Linked DNA regions of Podarcis muralis: region 2 is linked to region 1. Evidence: chromatin contacts called from public Hi-C data. All regions are on one chromosome and are shown on one strand. The core of a region is the stretch at or near the end of the contact, and the rest is flanking DNA. Distances in the headings are between cores, read along the strand shown.

The links. A called contact is a pair of places that touch in the nucleus more often than the background predicts.
Region 2: a Hi-C map of tail shows a contact between it and region 1, with 4 times the contacts expected there. The contact joins the promoter of MFAP2 here to the promoter of CPLANE2 in region 1. A contact is called at or near these places in 2 of 3 Hi-C or Micro-C datasets (blood and tail).

The regions. Positions count from the first base shown.
Region 1 is chr7:7,930,037-7,935,544 of rPodMur119.hap1.1, reverse strand. It overlaps CPLANE2 (ciliogenesis and planar polarity effector complex subunit 2), which reads left to right and starts at 3,110. Exons shown (of 6, transcript XM_028741377.2): 1 at 3,110-3,242. The coding sequence starts at 3,125.
Region 2 is chr7:8,062,121-8,067,628 of rPodMur119.hap1.1, reverse strand. It overlaps MFAP2 (microfibril associated protein 2), which reads left to right and starts at 2,901. Exons shown (of 9, transcript XM_077931155.1): 1 at 2,901-3,135. The coding sequence starts at 2,916. SDHB (succinate dehydrogenase complex iron sulfur subunit B) reads right to left here and starts at 1,182. Exons shown (of 8, transcript XM_028741361.2): 1 at 973-1,182; 2 at 208-356. The coding sequence starts at 1,167.

The sequences.
Region 1 (5,508 bases), core at 1,861-4,360:
GATTCCCTGCTGGTTCCTAGAGGAAGCACTGACTCCTCCCAGCGGGTAGGGTGGGTGGAGGGGCCCTAGTGGCTGCTGCTCCCCACCAAAGCACGCTTCCACATTGTGAAGGAAGAGGGGCAGGATCCGCACGCAGGCCCCGGGTTCTGCTGTGGTGTGAGGGGCATAGCTGAGCAGGAGCACTAGGATGCCCCCTTGGTCCCTGGCCTTGGCAGGTGCCATTGGCGGGGGGAGTCGGGGACGGCATACTCTTCAACAGCATAAAAAGCGGGACAGGCCCTGGAGTGAGTGGGAGACAGCTCTGTGGCTTGCTGTTGAGCAGAAACTCCCTCTGATGTGATGAAGTATCCCACCCACCAACTGCATTCCAGTTTCTAATTATTGATTCAGCAAATCCTCTCCCTTGATTTTCATTTAATTTTTAACCTTTCTTTTCTTTTTACTTAATCATTACAGCTGAAAACCACTTAATTTCTAAACCAACATCATTCTAACATTCATTAATTTTGCAATGTTTCCTGAGATAGTCCTTAAATTTCTTCCAATCTTCTTCCGTCGTCTCTTTTCCCTGGTCTCGGATTCTGCCAGTCATCTCCGCCAGTCCCATATAGTCTATCACCTTCATCTGCCATTCTTCCAAGGTGGGTAGATCTTGTGTCTTCCAGTACTTTGCGATGAGTATTCTTGCTGCTGTTGTAGCATACATAAAGAATGTTCTATCCTTCTTTGGCACCAATTGGCCGACCATGCCCAGGAGAAAGGCCTATGGTTTCTTCAGGAAGGTATATTTAAATACCTTTTTCATTTCAATATATATCATTTCCCAGAAAGCCTTAATCTTTGGGCATGTCCACCAAAGGTGAAAAAATGTGCCTCCATTTTCTTTACATTTCCAACATTTGTTATCAGACAAGAGGTAAATTTTTGCAAGCTTGACTGGGGTCATGTACCACCTATAAATCATTTTCATAATATTTTCTTTTAAGGCGGGGACGGCATACTCTTCAACAGCATAAAAAGTGGGACAGGCCCTGGAGTGAGTGGGAGACAGCTCTGTGGCTTGCCTGTTGAGCAGAAACTCCCTCTGAGGTGATGAAAAACTACATCTGTAGCTCACCCACTCCCATCCTTCAATTGTCAGCAATCATAGTGGCTTCTCCAGGTTTTCTAGCAGTGCTCCAGGCCAAAATTCAGGCCACCCTTCACCCGAGATGGTGGGCAGGTGGGAAGGCCGTCCCTAGAGGCCACTGGCTGCTTTCAGTGGTCTATGCGTTTGCTTCTGGCCACCTGTCTTGCCGGATGTCCCGAGCACTTTTCATCTTCCCTATTTCTAGGACCAGAAAGGATAAAAAGAAAGCTCCAAAAGCTCCGTTTTCCTGGCTCTGCGCGCTGAGCAAGACAGGGATGGGGTGGGGAGTCCAGGTTCTATCACTGCCACCCCCACCCCATATGATACCAGCTGATTGAAATCCCACCTTCCTGAACTACACTTAAAACATGCTTTTGACTTAACAGAAGTGGGGGCATAATCGCCCTCCCCTCCACCTCGAAAGCACTTGGCAAAATTGTCCTTTGCATTGCAAAGATGAAGCTCTAAGCTTTCTTAATTGTTGCTAAATTGCCACAACTGCCCCCCCAACAAAATGTAGGTGTTCTCTTCCTCCTCTCCCCCCCCCCCCCGCGGCCAAGAAATCCAGCATTATGTTTTGGGCAACATCTTCACCTACTAGGCTCTTCCGTATTTCACAACCGCCTCCCTTCAAATGCCTTTAGTCCTTGTTTTTTTTTTGGGGGGGGGGGAGCTGCTTTTATTTTGTATTCGCCTGATGGAAGCAGAGACGCAGCCATTGCTGGTGGCTCCCTGGCGCTACTGGCTGGAGTGGCAATGCCCCCCACCGCTCACTTCTGCCCTACAAGAGGGAGGCAGTGCCGCCTGCGGGGCTGCAATCGTGATCCCAACGCCTTATCCGGGCTTGCAATGCACCCTGGGGAAACCGGTCCTGTGGGTGCTTGATTTGTGGGGGTCCCACCCGTGGCAGAGATCCTGTGATCTAAGTCTCTCCACCCTGATTTCCTGACTTATGAATGGCAGAAAGGCCCCGCCCATCTTCCACGTCCCCCACCAGCAAAATCCACATCATGACCTGCGTGTAAGATGGCAAGATGCGTTCTTGCCCCTCCCGTTGCTCGAAAATGACTCAGGTGCGCCCAAGACGCGCCCCACCCGCCTCCCCCGCTCGTCCTTGTAGACTCCCTCACCCCCGGTGTAAGAATGGAAGTGGATCGTGCGTGATATTTAAGAAAAGGAAAGTGAAAAGGGATCTGTGTAGATTTCATTTTCCTTTTGTTCCAGGTTACCACCCCACCCCCCTACTCCCTGATGGATTTTTTTGCAATTAAATTAAAAATAAAAATAAATCAAGTCCTCTTTGCTTGCTCCGGTGTGTGCGTTGCTCTGCAGAAGTCCCCTTTCGATGCTGGGGCAGCTCCGAGAGTCGTGGGGTTGGGGGGGGCAGGGACATTGGCAAAAGGTGTCCAGTACCAATATAAAGGTATTCGTGGCGCAAAACGAGCGCAAAACTTGGGCATCCTTTTGGAGGGGGCCCAAGATTTCGTTAATAGTCCTCCGCAATGTCCTATTTACAGGGTATTTTTACCCGCGATTTCCCAAAGATTTCCTAAAAAAGATGCTCAACAACTTTGCCTGCCCCCCCCCCCCAATAGCTGTCAACTTTTCCTTTTTCTTTCGAGGAATCCTATTCGGAATAAGGGAATTTCCCTTTAAAAAAAAGGAAAACGTTGACAGCTATGCCCCCAACACACACATAAAATCCTGGCTACGCCCATGGCTGCCACCTTAAATTATTATTATTATTATTATTATTATTATTATTATTATTATTATTATTAGTACCCCGCCCATCTTGCTGGGTTTCCCCAGCCACTCTGGGCGGCTTAAATGCTTAACAACTGAAAAACAAAAACAACCCGCTATCTACACAAGCAAGCGGGCAAGAGCAGCGACTCATTTCTTGCCCAGCCGCAAATCCCCGCAAATCTTGCAGTGATTCCTGCGCCGCTACGGCAGGACCACTTTCTCGCCCTTGAATGAGATGGGGAAAGGATGCGCCTCTCTTCCCCTTTCGTAGCTCTTTGGTGGACGGCTGGGGGGCGGGGCCGGGGCGGAACCCTTCGTTTACGTGGTGACGCCAGACGCAAGCGGGGCGGAAATGTCTGCCCAGGTACGGCGGGGAGGGAAGCGGCGCACCTTCTTAAAGGGGCAGCACGCGAAGGGACGAGGTTGCCTTTCGTGGGCTGAGCAGGCGACCTCGCGAGGGTGGGGAGGATCGGTGGGTCGGAAAACGCATACACACGCCGGGGGTCCCTGCGGAGGTCGGGGCAGCTGGGTACCCTTTGCCCCGGGCCTGGCAGGGCTAAGGCGGCCATACCAGGGTCCAGGGATCGGGTGCTTTTTTGCATGCGGGGTTTGGGTCTTGGGAGGTTTGTGCTGCGGGGCTGGGAACGGCCGCCTCCCCTTAGAGGGCTCCTTTCTGCCTAGCCAAGATGGATGTTGAGGGGTGGGGTGAGATGGGGCAGGAAGCCCACCTGCCATCATCCCCTGTCTCTTAGATTCGGAATGAAACTTCTCAACCACAGTAGTTCTAAATTACTTTCTTTTGATCCCAAGTGCTCAGAAAAATCCGTCCAAATCTTCAGTCGTTTGAAAACTTTTGTTGTTGTTGTTTAGTCGTGTCCGACTCTTCGTGACCCCATGGACCAGAGCAGGCCAGGCACTTCTGCCTTCCACTGCCTCCCGCAGTTTGGTCAAACTCATGCTGGTAGCTTCGAGAACACTGTCCAACCATCTTGTCCTCCGTAGTCCCCTTCTCCTTGTGCCCTCCATCTTTCCCAAATCAGGGTCTTTTCCAGGGAGTCTTCTCTTCTCATGAGGTGGCCAAAGTCTTGGAGTCTCAGCTTCACGATCTGTCCTTCCAGTGAGCACTCAGGGCTGATTTCCTTCAGAATGGATACGTTTGATCTTCTTGCAGTCCGTGGGACTCTCAAGAGTCTCCTCCAGCACCATAATTCAAAAGCATCAATTCTTCGGCGATCAGCCTTCTTTATGGTCCAGCTTTCACTTCCATACATCACTACTGGGAAAACCATAGCTTTTACTATACGGACCTTTGTTGGCAAGGTGATGTCTCTGCTTTTTAAGATGCTGTCTAGGTTTGTCATTGCTTTTCTCCCAAGGAGCAGGCGTCTTTTAATTTTGTGACTGCTGTCACCATCTGCAGTGATCATGGAGCCCAAGAAAGTAAAATCTCTCACTGCCTCCATTTCTTCCCCTTCTATTTGGCAGGTGATGGGACCAGTGGCCATGATCTTAGTTTTTTGATGTTGAGCTTCAAACCATATTTTGCACTCTCCCCTTAGAGGGCTCCTTTTTGCCTAGCCAGGATTGGTATTGAGGGGTGGGGTGAGATGGGGCAGGAAGCAGGAAGCCCGCCTGCCATCATCCTCTGTCTCGCAGATTTGGAATGAAATGTCTCAACAACAGTAATAATAATAATAATAATAATAATAATTATTATTATTATTATTATTATTATTTATACCCCGCCCATCTGGCTGGCTTCCAATCGAGTGTTAAAAACAGTACAGCATTCAATATTAAAAACTTCCCTAAACAGGGCTGCCTTTAGATGTCTTTTAAAGATAAGATAGCTACTTATTTCCTTCACATCTGAAGGGCGTTCCACAGGGCGGGTGCCACTACCGAGAAGGCCCTCTGTCTGGTTCCCTGTAACCTCACTTCTCACAGCGAGGGAACCGCCAGAAGGCCCTCGGCGCTGGATCTCAGTGTCTGGGCTGAATGATGGGGGTGGAGACGCTCCTTCAGGTATACAGGACTGAGGCCGTTCTAAATTACTTTCTTTTGATCCCAAGTGCTCATAAAAATCTGTCCAAATCTTCAGTCGGTTGAAAACTAGGAAGTTAAATAGAGTAATAACACCAGGGAGTACCTTCCATGCAGTTAACGAATATATTTTGCAAAATTGACAAAGAATCCGCCTGTTTGCATCTTAAGATAAAGCAAGTTTTCTTGGATTGGCTGGAAACCTTTTCAGTACTGTACTTCCTTCTCAAATTCCTTCTTTTTCTTCCAGTGCAGTTTTTCTGTGCACATTCAGCAAGCGTAGCCCATTGAGACACTCCCCCATCATTCTTGACCTGGTCTTTACTCCCCACAAGTACTGAAGGACCTCTCTACTGCTGCTGCTGCATGGCTGAGCAAGAGAAATGAGCAGAGCCTTTTTTGTGGTACGGTAAAAGATTTTTGCCTCTTTTACTAGGTCTGGTACGTTCATCTCCTTCAACTGCTCTTTGTGAGCATTTCAGTTTTAAATATTCCGATTATTTCTACTTTTATTTAAGTATTTTTATTTATTTTATTTATTTACTTGATTGCCGGGGGGGGCGGCAGCTCCCCCCCTGGCTACACCC
Region 2 (5,508 bases), core at 1,652-4,151, 130 kb before region 1:
GATTATGCATTTATGTATGTATACTCCTGGCTGTGTGTGTATTGTATAACATGTTATAATTGTTATATAACATATAAATTGTTGTATAACATGTTATAATTGTATAACATGATGCACAGGAGCACCCAAGGGTGGGCAACAAAGGGTGGGGTAACAAGGGTGGGGCAGAGGGGTCTTGTCCAGCCCCTTCTTCAAAGCACTACTCACTTGTTCAGATCAACTTCATATGTCTGCATACGAGGTTTCTCCCCGGGGCTGTCTGGGTTCCACCGATATATTGCAAACTTCTTAATGCGAGTGGCTGTCTGTGTGTCAGGCGCGGCGGCAGCAGCTGCTGCGTGTGCCCTGCGGCAAACCTGTACACCAAGGAAGAAGGAAAGGAGACCCAAGCCATGAGCAAGAGGCATGCACAGCAGGGCACACAGTTCCATCTCTGAGACAAGTGTGCGCTTGGGGCCAGCCAGAGTTTACTACCATCAACATTATGTCTCTTTTGCACTGCGGGTGGGGGGACTTGGACTGAGGGTGCCTTGCTTGAAGCAATGCAGACACAGTTGGTAGGGGCACCTTGCCCTCCTTCATTGCCTGGTAGGCTACGGCCGCTGCTCCCTCCTTCCCGCCGCTGCAGCTGCCCCCCCCCATTCGAGAATGAAGACATAGGAGCCAACTCCTAGGGGCCAAGGTCCCTTCGCTCCCTCCCCCCAAGTCGATGAACATTGCCATTCAATGCCCCCTCCAAATTTTATTCAATCTGGCAGCCCTGGGCGGAGATGCCCAGGCATCAGCCTCTGCCCCCTTCAGCCCCTCGCCGCTGCAAGCAGCCGCCCAGGCAGCCACGTTCCTCGGAGCCAGGACGGCGGAGGACAGGACTGGCCGGCACCTTCCTCCTCTTCCTCACTGAGGACTAGCCGCCTCCCGAGGCCAACCGCTGCGGAGCCCCTCCCCCCTCCCGGACACTCCGGTCTCGCTCGCCTGCAGCAACCGCAGCGCCCCCGCCGGGCCTCGCCGAAAGGACAAGGATGCGCCCGCCGCCCGCTCAGCCGCCAACGCCGCCGCCACCGCCACGGTCACAGAACCCGCTGCCATCTTGCGCCCTCTGAGCGGACACCCTGACAGCTGCTTCCGGAAGGGGAGGGGCCGTAAGGCCCGCTTCCGGTCTGCGGACATATTGAGAGAGGCGACGGGGGAAGGCGCCTTGTTGGGAGTGGCCGTGGGTACGCAAGCACGTAGGTGCGCGCGGGAGGAGGCGGTCCCGCGGCGTTTGGAGCGCCTGACGCGAGAGTGGGGCTTTCGACGTCGGCCGTAGTGGGACTAGTGCGGCCGCCATGTTGAGGGTGGCGGGAGGAGGAGGAGAACGTAGACACAAGAAAGCGCAAGAGCTGAATTACTCCTGACTGCGGCCATGAACGAGACCTCCCCTTGCTCCCGGGTTAAGGGGCTCGTGCGTGCGCGCTCCCTGCCCCTGCTCAAAGGTTGCCGTGGGTGTGTCGGGGGGTCCCAGGGAGGGTCACGGAGCTCCGAGGATCGGGGGGTCCCGACGGTCGCCTGGTGGGTGCGCCACGTGCTACGTTCACGTGTAAATGGGTGGACGCGTGTTGAGCACCGAGAAGGCTGCTGCGATTCTCCCGACCCGCCGCCTTCCTGAGTCGTTCCAGCAACGGGCAGCCTCCCGACTGTGGAGGCAGAGCAGAGCCATCGCGGCTTGTAGCTGTTGGCTGCCCTCTCCCCCAGAAATTTGTCTAATCCAGTGTTTCCCAACCTTGGGCCTCCAGCTGTTTTTGAACTACAATTCCCATCATCCCTGACCACTGGTCTTGCTAGCTAGGCATGATGGGAGTTGTAGTCCAAAAACAGCTGGAGGCCCAAGGTTGGGAAACAGAATCGCAGAGTGGTCATCTGGTCCAAACCCCTGCAATTGGGGTTGCGACCTTTGTTCTGGCAAAACGCAGTGGTACCTCGGGTTAAGTACTTAATTCGTTCCGGAGGTCCGTTCTTAACCTGAAACTGTTCTTAACCTGAGGTACCACTTTAGCTAATGGGGCCTCCTGCTGACCCTACGCCGCTGCTGCACGATTTCTGTTCTCATCCTGAAACAAAGTTCTTAACCCAAGTACAGTGGTACCTCAGGATGCGAACGGGATCCGTTCCGGAGCCCCGTTCACATCCCGAACAGAACGTAAGACGCGACTCCGCGGGTCACGTTTCGGCGCTTCCGTGCATGCGCGTGACGTCATTTTGACCGTCTGCGCATGCACGAGCGACGAAACTCAGAAGTAACGCGCTCCTTTACTTCCGGGTTGCCGTGGAGCACAACCCAAAAGCGCTCAACCTGAATCGTATTTATCCCGAGGTATGACTGTGCTCCTGCCAACCTAGCAGTTCGAAAGCACGTCAAAGTGCAAGTAGATAAATAGGTACCGCTCTGGTGGGAAGGTAAACGGCGTTTCCGTGCGCTGCTCTGGCTCACCAGAAGCGGCTTAGTCATGCTGTACGCCGGCTCCCTCGGCCAATAAAGCGAGATGAGCGCCGCAACCCCAGAGTCAAGTCACGACTGGACCAAATGGTCAGGGGTCCCTTTACCTTTACCTTATGACTGTACTATTTCTGGGTTAGCGGAGGCTGTAACCTGAAGCGTCTGTAACCTGAAGCGTCTGTAACCCGAGGTTCCACTGTATAGGACAAGATAGCGGTGTTGGCGTGCTTTTCTTTTTCCACCTGGTGCTGAAATGACTTCAGAGCAATCCATTGCAGTCTACTGCAGCCTAACTGCATGGCCCCTCTGACATTTGTCACACGCACATAATATTGTAAATCTGTGCTTTGCTATCCGGAGCTGGAATATACGACCTTTTCCACACATACGCAGTCCTGTGCAACAATGCATGCAGTAGGCGGGGGCATATTCTGATGAGGGGATGAGCTTTCTTCCACGTGTTAAATTTCTGAAGGAGAGGGAGAAAGGGTGGTTGGAAGGAGTTACTTCTCCCCCGCCCGCCTCCTCTCTCAAATATCATGCAGATCATGTTCAGAACGGAGGCTTCTGGGCTACACTGACACAGAACGACTTGTTGCTGGAGCCTCGGAAGGGACAGGGCCTGGTGCTGCCAGGTGGATGGCTACAGGGGACTGGAAAAGGTAAAGGTAAAGGTACCCCTGCCCGTACGGGCCAGTCTTGACAGACTCTAGGGTTGTGCGCTCATCTCGCTCTATAGGCCGGGAGCCAGCGCTGTCCGCAGACACTTCCGGGTCACATGGCCAGCGTGACATCGCTGCTCTGGCGAGCCAGAGCCGCACATGGAAACGCCGTTTACCTTCCCGCTAGTAAGCGGTCCCTATTTATCTACTTGCACCCGGGGGTGCTTTCGAACTGCTAGGTTGGCAGGCGCTGGGACCGAGCAACGGGAGCGCACCCCGCCGCGGGGATTCGACTGGAAAGGACAACCTCAAAGCCTTGCCCTGGTTTGCTCCACCTTGGGATCAGATGAGAAGATGGAATGAGGCGAAAAAAGGAAAGGAAAGGAGTGAGAGGCAGGGGGAGCAGCAACAGCCGCAGGGCAGAAATAGGGAAAATACAGGACAAAGTGTGCCCTGTATTGAATCGTTTTACATTGAAATAAGGGACAATCCTGTATACTACAGGGTGGGTGGCAACCCTACCTGCAATACAGGAATCACAGCTCAATAATGACCACACAGAGATTTTACTTTCTTGGGCTCCATGGTCACTGCAGATGGTGACAGCAGCCACGAAATTAAAAGATGCCTGCTTCTTCGGAGAAAAGCAATGACAAACCTAGGCAGCATCGTAAAAAGCAGAGACATCACCTTGCCAACAAAGGTCTGTACAGTGGTACCTCGGGTTACAGACGCTTCAGGTTACAGACTCTGCTAACCCAGAAATAGTGCTTCAGGTTAAGAACCTTGCTTCAGGATGAGAACAGAAATCGTGCCCCAACGGCGCGGCGGCAGCAGAAGGCCCCATTAGCTAAAGTGGTGCTGCAGGTTAAGAACAGTTTCAGGTTAAGAACAGACCTCTGGAACGAATTAAGTACTTAACCCGAGGTACCTGTATAGTTAAAGCTATGGTTTGCCCAGTAGTGATGTATGGAAGTGAGAGCTGGACCATAAAGAAGGCTGATCGCCGAAGAATTGATGCTTTTAAATTATGGTGCTGGAGGAGACTCTTGAGAGTCCCATGGACTGCAAGAAGATCAAACCTCTCCATTCTGAAGGAAATCAGCCCTGAGTGCTCACTGGAAGGACAGATCCTGAAACTGAGGCTCCAATACTTTGGCCACCTCATAAGAAGAGAAGACTCCCTGAAAAAGACCCTGATGTTGGGAAAGATGGAGGGCACAAGGAGAAGGGGACGACAGAGGACGAGATGGTGGGACAGTGTTCTCGAAGCTGCCAGCCTGAGTTTGACCAAACTGTGGGAGGCAGTGGAAGACAGGAGTGCCTGGCGTGCTCTGGTCCAGGGGGTCACAAAGAGTTGGACACGACTAAACGACTAAACAACAAATGGTTTCTTGGGAGATGAAATTCACTGCCTGTTGTGCTTTAAATTAAAACTATTTGAAAATGATGGAATCATAGAATCTTAGAGTTCGAAAGTACCCAGGGGTCATCTAGCCCAACCCCCTGCAATGCAGGAGTCTCAGCTAAAGTATCCATGACAGATGGCCATTCAACCTTTGTTTAAAAGCCTCCAAGGAAGGAGAGTCCATCACCTCTCGTGGGAGTCTGTTCCAATGCTGAACAGCTCTTGCTGTCAAAAAGTTTTTTCAGATGTTTAGTTGGAATCTCCTTTCTTGCAACTTGAAGCCATTGGTTCCAGTCCTACCCTCCGGAGCAGGAGAAAACAAGCATGCTCCCTCCTCCAAGTGACAGCCCTTACGATATTTGAAGATCGCTATCATATCTCCTCTCAGTCTCCTCTTTTCCAAGCTAAACATACCCAGCTCCTTCAAGCGCTCCTCATAAGGCTCTTGATCATCCTAGTTGCCCTCCTCTACACACGTTCCAGCTTGTCAACATCCTTCTTAAATTGTGGTGCCCAGAATTGGACACAGTATTGCAAGCGTGGTCTGACTAAGGCAGAATAGAGTGGTACTAGTACTTCCCCTGGACACTATACTTCTGTTGATGCAACCTAGATGTACAGGTGATAGGTAAAGGTAAAGGTACCCCTGCCCGTACGGGCCAGTCTTGACAGACTCTAGGGTTGTGCGCTCATCTCACTCTAGAGGCTGGGAGCCAGCGCTGTCCGCAGACACTTCCGGGTCACGTGGCCAGCGTGACAAGCTGCATCTGGCGAGCCAGCGCAGCACACGGAACGCCGTTTACCTTCCCGCTGGTAAGCGGTCCCTATTTATCTACTTGCACCCGGGGGTGCTTTCGAACTGCTAGGTTGGCAGGCGCTGGGACCGAACGACGGGAGCACACCCCGCCGCGGGGATTCGAACCGCCGGCCATGCGATCGGCAAGTCCTAGGCACTGAGGTTTTAC